3 separate regions of the Mus musculus genome follow, and regions 2 and 3 are each linked to region 1. Evidence: chromatin contacts called from public HiChIP or PLAC-seq and promoter capture Hi-C data. All regions are on one chromosome and are shown on one strand. Each heading gives the region's core, a stretch centred on a gene start, on an enhancer-like site or on the middle of the called end of the contact. The rest is flanking DNA. Distances are from core to core; before and after follow the strand shown. Region 1 has its middle 51 kb from the start of Mir3072. Region 2 has its middle 36 kb from the start of Gm34554. Region 3 holds the start of Rtl1 (retrotransposon Gaglike 1).

Region 1 (3,811 bases), core at 810-3,309:
CCGTACTATAAGGCCACCTTTGCTGATGACCTTTGACAATACTACTTGTCTACTTTCACCTCTTGTTTGTGCTCTTAGGGGTCAAATCCAAAAAAAACATCACTGCCCAGATTGATGTCATGAAGTTCTTCTCTGCCTTAGTTCCCTTTCTATTGCCATGAAGAGACACCATGGCCAAGGCAAGTCTTATAAAAGAAAGCATTTAACTGAGAGCTTGCTTGTAGTTTTAGAGAGTTAGTCCATACCTGTTCTAATAGGCCACACCTCCTACTCTCTCTAATCTATTTCAAACAATTCTACTCTTTGGTGACTAAGCATTCAAATATATGTGTATTTGGGGGCCATTCTTGCTCAGCTCACCAAATTCCCTTTGTTTACTTTTAGTAGCTTTATAGTTTAAAATATAAAGTTGAGTCTTTAATCAATTTGAGCTGGTTTTATATATGGAGTAAGATGAGGGGCAAATTCCTTTTTCTCCATGTGGATTTCCATGGTAAAGGGTACCTTCTATCCATGCGTGCTCTAGCATTATTGTTGAGAGTCAGCTGATTCTCAGTGAGTACACTGGTCTCAAGTCAGGGCTCCGCACAGACAGTCCCATACCAAGCAGCTGCAGGACACAAACCTGGAGGCAGAGACCCTGGACTTATCAGTCCTTGTAGCATATACTTTGGGATACATGTAGTTCTGGAAGGCCAGTGACGCTGGATGGTTGTATGAATTACTTTTCTGCTGCTGTAATAAAACACCAGAACCAAAGGTGTCTTACTGAAGACTCTATTTTGGCTTAAAGTTTCAGAGAGTTGGAGCCCATGTTGGTAGACACAGAAGACAGACAGATCAGGAAGCTGAAAGATTGCATTTCAAACAGGCATGGGACAGAATGAGTGGGTGGTAGTATAAAGCTAAGACCTCTGAAAAACCCAGCCCTGGTGATGCACCTCCAGCAAGACTGTACCACTTAAAGCTCCCCATACAGCACCACCAACTGGGCAGCAAGTGTTTGAATGCCTGAGCCTATGGTGGGCATTTCAAACTCAAAGCAGCACAGTGATCACCATGGAAACAATCACTTTCTGGCCAAGGGGACTCATGGCATTTGTTGGGACCTAGAACTGTGCAACCCACTCCAGTGACCATAGCCAAGCCTGGGCAGGCTGGAATGGCAAACTTGCAGGACAGAAGGCTCTGGAGGATATCCCTAGAGGCTTGAGGGACTGGCTAGGGTGTTGGAGTCAGGGGAGGTATATTCATGAGAGAAAGGGCTGAGAAAGGGTAGGATCCATGGAGGCTTGCAACATGTTCTGGGCTTCCTGTCAAGGCATCTACTCTGGACACTATTGGGGTATGACTCTGAGGGTAAAGGAAGAGGATGCACAAAGGGGACACAAACATTCCAGGCAGGAACTTTTGCCATAGTTCATGTAGAGGCAGAGGGGTGTGGTCCTGAGGATGAAGCATAGCTTAGGGTCTCAATGGCAATGGATATCCTTTCAAGAAGAGGGATCAAGCCAGTGGAGACTTGGGATATTAGGGAAAGAACTCAGGGAAGACTGGCAGTATCTGGAAGAATTCTTAAGTACAGCCTAGAGATAATGGCAATGGGGGGACCTAGAGGAGAGCTAGGACCTGGGTCCTCAGCTCAGGTCCCTGGGGCTAGGATATTAAGTGGGAGGTGTGACAGTAGCCAAACAGCCTGAACCTGGGCTGGAGGTCAGAGTGGAGAGCACCTACTTATGATGGAGGGCACCAGAGCCCTGCTGCACATATCTTTGATGCCCAAGTAATGCCCTAGGAGGCAGTATGAACCGAGTTCTGCTTCAAGTCTGAGCTCTGAGGGCAGCAGGCTCAGTTTCATATGCCACCCCCCCCCCCCCATGTGTTTCCAGAACTCCAGTCTTTGGAGACTGGTTTGGCACCAACCAAAAACCACAAGCAAATTGCCAGTGGTAAAATATCTCATAAACATCGCTTCTTGCAAAATCCTGGTCATAACCACGGAGCATTACCCAACAGTGAAGCAAGACCTGTGTACCTTACTGGAGAGTCCAGGGTCCCCTGGACGGTGTGTCCTGCCAGCTTGGGAGTTCCCATTCTTGGTGGCCAGATTCCTCAATGGCTACTTGGAGCAGCAAAGAGAAGCAGAGACCAAGGACCCTTGAGACCAGAGCTTCTTTCCCCTCCTGCCAGTAGGAAGTGTTTACTGCCCAGAGCTGACTTGGGCCTGCCAAACACCCGGCTTCTGGTGGCCAATGGGCTTCTGGCTCTACAGTGAGAGCCATGATCCAAATGTGCTCAGTGAGCAGAAGCAGAAGTGAGGACACACTGGATCTGGCAGGGTGTGGCAAGGCAAGAGATTTATCTTGCTCTACTTGGGCATCCCTGGACCCATGGTGTGAAGAGAACTCTGATAGACCATCAAAGGGGTGGAGTGGAGAATGGTCTCTATTGGCTTCACTTAGATGGAAGTAGCGCCCATTTAGAAATGAAGAATCTTCCCCAAGCACATGGTGAGGGGTCCCAGCAGTGTGCTTGCATAGTTTACACACTGAATCATCATCCTCCCAGATCCAAAGTTAATATTCTTGGTTGCCACTTGTAATGTGATCTTGTGGTTTCTGGCTTCCTGCAGACTTACCCTGCCTGTCATAAGTGGCTGAATTCCATTCTTTTCAAAGTTTGAATGATAGCCCACTGTGTACAGGTATATCATACTTATTCATTTACATGGATAGACATGGAGGAGCTATTGTTATTTGATGGCCATTGTAGGAAGGACAGTCAAGTTTCATCATAGGTGGCCCATGCACCAGTGGGTGATACCCTGTACCCATGGACATACAAGCATTGTTACTGACTCAGTGGCTTATTTTAAAAAGTGTAGAAGACATGAAGATGGGAGGGGAATGTGGAGGGAGTCCTGAGAAAGTTGAAGAAGGAAAGCAGGAAGTGGGGTAGGGGTGAGTATGACCTAACATTTGGTATGTATATATGAAATTATTAAAGAAAAAAATTTAAAGAAAAAATGTCTTCGCTCATTCTACAATTAGCATTTTGTTTTCTCCTGGTTGAATTATTTCAGTTCCTTATGTACTTTAGATATTAACCTTATGATATGTGGCTTAAAAATAAATATATATTATATATATATATATTTATATACATAAATATATATATATTTCATTCTCAAAGCTGCTGGCTGTGGTGGCATACTCCTTTAATTCTCGCACTTGGGAGGTAAAGAAGGGTGGATCTCTATGTCTTCAAACTAGCCTGGTCCTAATAGTGAGTTACAAGCTAGTCAAGGCTGCATAGTGAGACCTTACCTAAAAAAAGTGCTCTAAGTTATATAAGGCTAAATATCTCAATGTCATGGAAACTGCTCCCTCTTGTTTTCTTCTAGTGATTGTACAGTTTGGGATCATATGTAATGTCTCAAGGTTTTACTGCAGTGAAGAGACACCTAAACCAAGGCAGTTCTTATAAAGGACAGCATTTAACTGGAGCAGGCTTATAAGTTCAGAGATTTAGTCCATTTTCATCATGGCAGGAGGCACGGAAGCATCCAGGCAGACATCACACTGGAGGAGATGAAAATTCTACATCTTATTATGAAGGCAAACAGGTGAAGACTGTCTTCAAGGCAGCTAGGAGGAGGGTCTCAAAGCTCACCCCCAGTGACACACTTCCTCCAACAAAGCCACACCTACTCCAACAAGGTCACACCTCCTAACAGTGCCATTCCTTGGGCCAAGCATATACAAACCACACATGTAATAAGTTTTAAAGTTTGGAAGTTGATCTTTGCATA
Region 2 (3,463 bases), core at 684-3,183, 160 kb after region 1:
CTCAGGTTCCAAGCGAGGTCATTGCCTCCCACGTGGAAGATTCCAGGTAAACACGGGTTGAGTTATCACCATTGACTGTGTGTCTGCTGTCCTGGCTGAACTAAGATGGAAACTGTGGGCAGCTGGGTGTTCTGCCCACCAAACTTCTCAGCAATGTGGGAAGCACCACCCCACGCCAGCCCTCCAGGCCACCCCACAGGGCAGTAAACACTGTGGCCAGACTTCTGGGCGGAAGCCACCAAGCACACAGAGGAAGCCGGCTTGTGAGGAGGCTTTGAAAATGAACTGTTCAAAACAAGACTTGGGGCCTGGAGGTGGCTGAATTGGTGACGTGCAGGCCACACAAGCTTGAGGAGCTGAATGCTGTAAGAAGCCAGGCAGTGTGTACCTGCCACCCCAGCAGAGGAAACGAGAGGATCCCGGGGGCTCACCAGCCAGCCAGGCTAGCGGACCTGGGAGCTCCAGGCCAATGAGAGACCCTTGTCTCCAAAATTAAGGTGGGAAAGTGACTGAGAAAGCATTTGACATTGACCTTTGGCCTACACACACACACACACACATACATACATACACATAAACATACAAACACATGAACACACGCATGAACACATACACACATGAATATGCACACACAAACACATGAACACACACACACACACACACACACACACACACACACGCATGAACATGCACATACATGCAAACACACAAACACATGAACACCCACACACACAGGAGAGGGTAGGGCAGCTGTACAGGCAGCATAAGGGGACAGGGACAGTGGCCTTGGTACATCCATGCTATTGCTCTTGCTGTTGCCCCTGGCTTGCTCTGAGACTCATGGGAAACAGCTCACTCAGCCTAGAAGTGAGGGAGAGTTGTGCTTCCATGTCAGAAAACCTTGGCAGCTTCAGAGTAGCTGGCAAAGCCCAGGAGACACGCGGAGGAGCTCTCTGAGGAGCTGAGGCAAAAAACAAAACAAAACAAAACAAAACAAAAAAACCCAGCTACTGATGTGTAATGACTGCGGGGCCTCCTCAGGAATGTCTCCCCTAACACCCCCTTTTGCTGCCACCTTCCCTCACATGGCTTGTTCTTCTCTCTCTCTCTCTCTCTCTCTGTGTGTGTGTGTGTGTGTCTGTGTGTGTGTGATTGTTTGCAACAGCAGACAGGTGGACACCTCCTAAGGAAAGCCACAGGCTACCCACATGTTCCACCCTGTCCCTTCTGTGTGTGCCAAGCCACAGGGCATCTCTTCTCTCTGAGCCCACCCTGCCTGGGACTGAATACTGAAGAAGACAGGGGGCAGTATCTCAGAGCCCAGATGAGCCTCCTGCCAGGTGGATCCATTGTCTCAGGCTGGGGAGCGGGGGCGTCTAGAACAGGAGCATCAGTGGGAGAGCACCAGGGACCTTGGGACAGGGTAGGGAGACTGAATGCAGATAGATGGCCACTGGGTGCTCATGCCTAAACACCTGGAACTCTCCAGGAATTTGCATACATTCTCTCCCTGCAGACTCTCAAGGGTTCAGGCATGCCCCATTCCACAGAAGAGGAGATTTGCAGAAAGCAAGAGCCCTGCCTGCAGTGAGGCCCACTGTGAGCTAAGTACAGGACACAGGAGAGTGTTAGGCATTGGCCCTAGGAGGTCTGGAATCTGCAGGGGAAGGACATGGGGGACATTGATGCAGGGGTGGGCCTCCTAAGGTCCTCGAGATTTGAGTGCCACCCAGTGTGTATGCAGAAGGGGCGTAGAGGAAGAACAGGGAAACCATTCCTAATTTTCTGTGTGTCCCTGGGTAAGTCACTACCTGTCTCAGGGCCTTGGTTTTGCCATTTGTAAAATGGGTACTGGGACTGGCTAGGATGGAAGACTTCCTGGCACTGCAGTCTAGCAAGGGGGACAGTCAGTGCAGCATAACCCATCCCAGGGCCAAAGCTGAGGCTGAGCGACCTTGATGGAATGTGGAGCACCCTCAAAGCGGCACTGGACACTGGGCTCAGTTTTGGAGATAAAGAAGTAGGCTGGGTAAATTAATCTGAGCCTGTGCGTGCGTGCGTGCGTGCGTGTGTGCGTGCGTGCGTGTGTGTGTGTGTGTGTGTGTGTGTGTGTGTGTGTGTTGGGAGAGAAAGAGATGGAGGGGGGAGTCCAGATGGGTGTGGCTCTGGACATTAGGAGAAAGCCCAGAGTCCAGCACTACCTTGATCCTCACTCACTGTGAGTAAGAGTCTGGTATGCACAGCTCCCTGCCGCAGGGCCTCTGGCGGGAGGAGGGTGGATCCCTGCCAGGTCTCCTGGCTAGCACTGCCCCCCAGTGGCCGTCCTCCGTGCCCAAGGGCCTGGGGCTAGAGTAGATGGTAAACCAATCACAGGGCTCCACTTACCACCCAGGCAGGAGCGCATTTACCCTCTGGGAAAATGAAAACATTTCTGGCCTGAGACCTCCAGACCCACGGAGTTTCGGTCAGCTTGCAAACGGACACTCCACCCTGCCTAGGGGAGAGAGGGGCCGCCTCCGGTACCATACCACCAGGAGCTCAAAGAAAATGACCAGCACCCCAAAGTCCTCCACCTGAAGATACCTCTGCTCTGCCACCAGCTCTTGGTGGCCTCTGCTAAGTCATGCCCTGGCAATAGTTCTCAGTCATTTCCTGAGGGGTGTCAGAGCTCAGAAGCAACATCTTGTGAGCTTAGCACTTCAGGGTCTGATGGTAAGGACCCAGGAGCTGTGTCAAGTGACTTCTCAGCATTCCCCCATGGAGGGACACCCTCGGGCCTCCTCTAACACTGAGGTGAACTAGAGGGGGGAACCCAAACTGAAGCCTCCAAGATTTCCAGAAGCAGGAACCCACCATGTAGCAGTGGGGGCTAAAGGCCAATTCCCACCCAATGGGGCACTTTGTCAGGATCACTGGGGATGAGGGAGTTTTGGGAGCAAAGAGCTTGGCAGTGAGAAGTGGAGGGACCCTCATGGTCAGAGATGCAACAGAGGATGGGGTCAACAGGTAGGGAGAGTTTTCAATGGCTGGTCAGAAGTCAGCCTCCTTTCTGGATTCCTGAGTGGCATGTCAGGTGTCCAGTTATATGCAACTTCCTGATAAGCAGTCATGTTTGGAACATGCTAGCACTAAACACTAGAACCCACACTAACTAGTGATCTGCATTGTTATTTGTTAGATCTGACAGCGATGCTAAGCTTATCTTTCCTTGTTGTGGGGCTTGCCTCTGCTCAGGGCAAACCTCCCTTCTCAGGTTGTTGGGTCTAAAGGGTCTGGAGAGCCCATTGCCTGGATCCTGCAGATGACCTCAGTCTGCAAGGCCATCCAAATGAGAGGGAGTGTCAGCTCAGACCCTGGCCATCTGTTGTGTGTGAGGAGCTGGCCCCTCAGGTGTTTGGTGTGGATATTCCCTTCTATTAGGTCCAAATAGGGAAGGCTTAAAGAGCACTCCGGGGTCTCTGCT
Region 3 (3,791 bases), core at 1,209-3,708, 200 kb before region 1:
AAGTCTTAAAGTATGATCATAAAGCCATACGTTTCTCAGCAGACTGAGACTATCCAACATGCAAAGCTCATGATATCACTCTCCTAAAAATCTCATCGTGGCTGGCATCCAAATTCTTCAGCATGGCATGAGAGGACTCCTCACACCCCTCACCACCGTGTCGAACCTGACACGCTATGTAAATGTCATTCAACCTCTCATCTGGAGGTCACCCCATTTCTCTGCACAAAAAGAAAAAAGTCCCACTGGATGCCCTGGTACTGAGGGGGCCAGTGGACAGTCACCCACGCAGTAAACAGCACACCAAATCCACATACCTTAGCATAAAAACACGCTTCAACATCATCAGATTCCTTTGAACACAAAACTCTTCACCATTTCACTCCTTAAAATCCTTCCTTGGCCAAACTCCAAGCATCCCGCAGCACCCCCCGCCCCCATGCAAAAGGATCAGAAATGATATCTCACCCCTCACTCAGGATGCAATAGTGCCTTCAGTTTGCACATGGGTCAAATCTCCTAAATATATTACAGTGTCCACTCCCTTCTCTGCTGAATTCACAGGCTGTAAGGAGTCACTCCCAGATTTAAAACGTTGCAAAGTTTCTATGTAGCATGAAGCTCCAAATTCTTAACAGACAGTACAGGATCTTATCATGTCACGTACCAAAAAAAAAAAAAAAAAAAAAAAGAAAGAAAGAAAGAAAGAAAGAAAGAAAAAGAAAAAAAAAAAAAGAAACCAACAAATCTCCCATCACACTTTGAAGCCGTTTGTTGGCTCAAGTCCAAACTTACTCAAGTGATATTATAATCTGATACGTCATCCCTTAGAATAAAATTCGCACGTCTTAGCACAGTTCATTAAATTTGAGCTTGTGACCCCACCTTAAAAACTCGGCAATGTCTCTTAATTGTGCAGGACATAAAAAGTCTAGATTCTTGGCATGCGGCGAGAATTTGATTTCATAACAGAGCTATGTTATATCTATCAAACACAGAAAACTCACCATGTCACTCCGTTAGAATTGGATAAATCAAATTTTTAAACATGTGCAAAAACCTCATCACGTCTGAGCCTCTAAATAAATTCCAAACTTCTCTGCATAGTCCCCAACTCGGCCATGTAACTCCTCTAATTGAAACCTTTCCTTGGTGTCTACATTAATCATAGCTCCTTGGCTTGCCCTGAGAGTCAAACTTTGGCATTCTCTCCACATAGAAAGTCAGAGTGTTTGGGCACGATCTTAAATGTGTGCCTGTTCACTTTCCTAGTTATGATTTCTCGGTGTTTCTTGTTGCTTGTAATAATAAAGTCCAAAGCTGTTAGCCATAAAATATGTTTTATCATTCATTCTACAAGCTTATCTCCCACAAGCAAGCAATCTCACCATTAAGTTTTTTTTTTTTTTTAAAGCCTTTTGGCAGAAGCCCAAAGCCCTTAGTGTGATAGAAATTTTTGATTTCTCAAAATAAAGTCCAGATTTCTACCCCAGAAACTTAAATTGATTCACAAAACTCCCACTTAAAATCTTCTCCTACATTTCCAGTAACACTGAAACAACCCACTGTCTTTGCGTGACACCCTCGTTTGACTACTCCATTCTTCACGTCCAGCCTTACAAACTTCCTGCCCGCAACACAAAGCCCACGCGCTTTAGCACTCAGTGGAGCCTGGGGCAAGTATCGCTCCTGTGGAAAACATATAGGTGCTTCCCTGATTTGGGAAATTGAGAGCTTAAGTTGTTTTGCATGAAACATAAATTTTAAACTTTGTATAGCTTCCTTCCTCGTTTCTCCACAGGTGTTCCTGTTGAAAGACTTGAGTCTTTCCTAAGCCAAATTTGATTTTGCTGTTTTTCAATCAAAAAGTTTTTGCATTTTGTATTTTTTTAGTCTTCAGTTCACCCAACAGTCTTTTCTCTTTTTTTTTCTTTTTTGGCTTAGGTATCCTGCTTGGACCCTAAAGAACTTGAGACAGTACCACCGGGTAGCCACCATGCCACGAACATTAAGGATCTGCTGAGGGTACGAGCCCCCCTGTCGCAAGAGAAGGGAAGTGCTACACCAGGTAGGTGGCCCAGCTCAGGGGTCTGCCCCTCTGAGTGGACTTGGGACATGTTGGAATGCTGTCTTCCCTCTCTGATGTCTTATTTTACAATCACCTCAACTTCCCTTGCCTCCTCTACCGAAGCCCATTCTGCTTGCCTCTAGGTCATGCAGACGAGACACTTGTCCGTCTTTCAGATGTGTCTCAATGTATGTTCTCAAACCTTACATAATATCTTTTTGAAAATGTCTATAAAAATCTAGACCTAGTGCCTAGGGTGGGAATGTACCCTTTGGGTCTTTCTCAGACCCTCTGCCCCACAACATTGAAGACAGACACCCCAGTCTCACCACTGTTAGCGCCTGCCCGAGAGCGAGACTTGGTCACGTTAGCTCCTTGATTGCCTCTGAGCAAGTGGCCCATGGTGTCAGGGCTGCCACGGAGCATCTATGAAGGGTTCAGTGGGGGGGGGGCAGGGGGGGCAAATCCCTCAGCGAATACCTTTCCCTGTACAGTAAAGGAAATCTGATTTTAAAAATAGAGCTTGGGAGAGGAGAGGAGAATGTATTTAGGAGCAGAGTTGAATGTTCAGCATGGGCTGGGGTGGGGTGGGGGTGTGAGGGTGGAGGAATTAGGGGAAAGGTGAGGACAGAGGAGAAGGACATGAGGCCCCTAAGAGCTCAGGAGGACAGTGAAGCCACGTAGAGGAGTTGAGGGCAGCCATGGCTCTCAAAGACCTTCTTTGCTATACCTGGGGTCTTGGCTGCAGGATGAAGACCCCTGTTACTTTGGATTTCTTTTATGAGTCATTCGGTGGCACTTAAGTGGTGCTTAAGCCTTCAGGCCTATAGAACTAAGTTTCCTCAGAATAAAGACTCTTTTTTTTTTTTTTTTTTTTTTTTGTCATTGCTCCACTGCCCTGGCCTTCTGGTGGTATGGATGGACATGGAGCACTAGAACAGGGGTAATTGTGCCAGGACAATAAGGGACACAAATTATGTTATTTACTTATTTTGTTTTTCACAAATGTCAGGGTCAAGATGTGCCCTTGGTGGGTGGAGCCCTAGGGTCCTTGTTGCATCTCCTAGTGGAGAAGAGTAGTTTTTGGTCCCTCTTCCTATTCAGCTTGCTGGATGGGCTAAGCCATACCCTCATCGGGGCTTCTTAAAAGGAGCTTGGGTCTAATGCTGTGGTTCCAGTGCCACTGGAGTCTGCAGGGCTACCCACTGGTCTTGCCCATTCCACCCTGGCTTGGGCATTTGAGAGGAGAGAGCCTTTATCTTTCTTTTCTGCATAGCCACATTGTTCTCCTTACTCTGTAGTCTGGATAAAAAGCCTCCATCATCAGGCCTTCATCCCTATGGTGGGGCAACTAAGCTCTTTTGAAGGGAGAATCCAATGACTCAGGATAGAGAGTGAATCAAAGTAAGTTGATGGGCATTTCTTGCACTATACCCTCAGCTTGTTGCATCCGGAGGCAGAGCTGTGCCCTTGACCCAGCAGCCTTGTGTCCTGGCTCCTTCATGTTTAACTGGAAGCATGGGGGTCAGCTCGGTCACTCTCCCAGAATAACTGTGGAGGGGTGGGGGGAGAGTATGCCACTCTGGGAGGGGCTGTGGGGCTGTGCAGGAGCACCAACCCCCCCTTCTTCTTTGGGTTGCCCAGTTGCATAGCCAATCAGCTGCTCCTGAGCCTAAACTTTCCTTTCAAGGCATGTGGGCAGAGATGAGCCTTGGATGGAGAT

What was found. Promoter capture Hi-C pulls out the DNA fragments that hold promoters and counts their contacts. HiChIP or PLAC-seq counts read pairs in DNA pulled down with a chosen protein or histone mark.
Region 2: a contact with region 1 is called in a CTCF HiChIP or PLAC-seq map of the NIH/3T3 cell line, with 24 read pairs. The contact joins two enhancer-like sites. A contact is called at or near these places in 2 of 15 datasets of contacts at CTCF or cohesin (the NIH/3T3 cell line and embryonic stem cells), 1 of 484 Hi-C or Micro-C datasets (liver), 5 of 115 datasets of contacts at active chromatin or transcription factors (all in embryonic stem cells) and 1 of 9 other capture datasets (embryonic trunk).
Region 3: a contact with region 1 is called in a promoter capture Hi-C map of the 3T3-L1 cell line, with 9 times the contacts expected there. The contact joins the promoter of Rtl1 here to the enhancer-like site in region 1. A contact is called at or near these places in 5 of 39 promoter capture datasets (the 3T3-L1 cell line, 3T3-L1-derived adipocytes, embryonic stem cells and 1 more) and 1 of 9 other capture datasets (adipose tissue).

What each region holds. Positions count from the first base shown.
Region 1 is chr12:109,797,027-109,800,837 of GRCm38.p6, forward strand. No RefSeq gene overlaps it. Among named protein-coding and RNA genes, the nearest start is that of Mir3072, 51 kb to the left of the region's middle. Within about 2 kb of position 2,060, at least 27 of the 459 cell types and tissues checked have an H3K27ac peak or open chromatin away from gene starts, as enhancers often do. A contact at or near this core is called in 3T3-L1-derived adipocytes, the NIH/3T3 cell line and liver, where this site is marked.
Region 2 is chr12:109,956,603-109,960,065 of GRCm38.p6, forward strand. No RefSeq gene overlaps it. Among named protein-coding and RNA genes, the nearest start is that of Gm34554, 36 kb to the left of the region's middle. Within about 2 kb of position 1,934, at least 31 of the 459 cell types and tissues checked have an H3K27ac peak or open chromatin away from gene starts, as enhancers often do. A contact at or near this core is called in the NIH/3T3 cell line, where this site is marked.
Region 3 is chr12:109,597,872-109,601,662 of GRCm38.p6, forward strand. It overlaps Rtl1 (retrotransposon Gaglike 1), which reads right to left and starts at 2,459. Exons shown (of 2, transcript NM_184109.2): 1 at 2,398-2,459.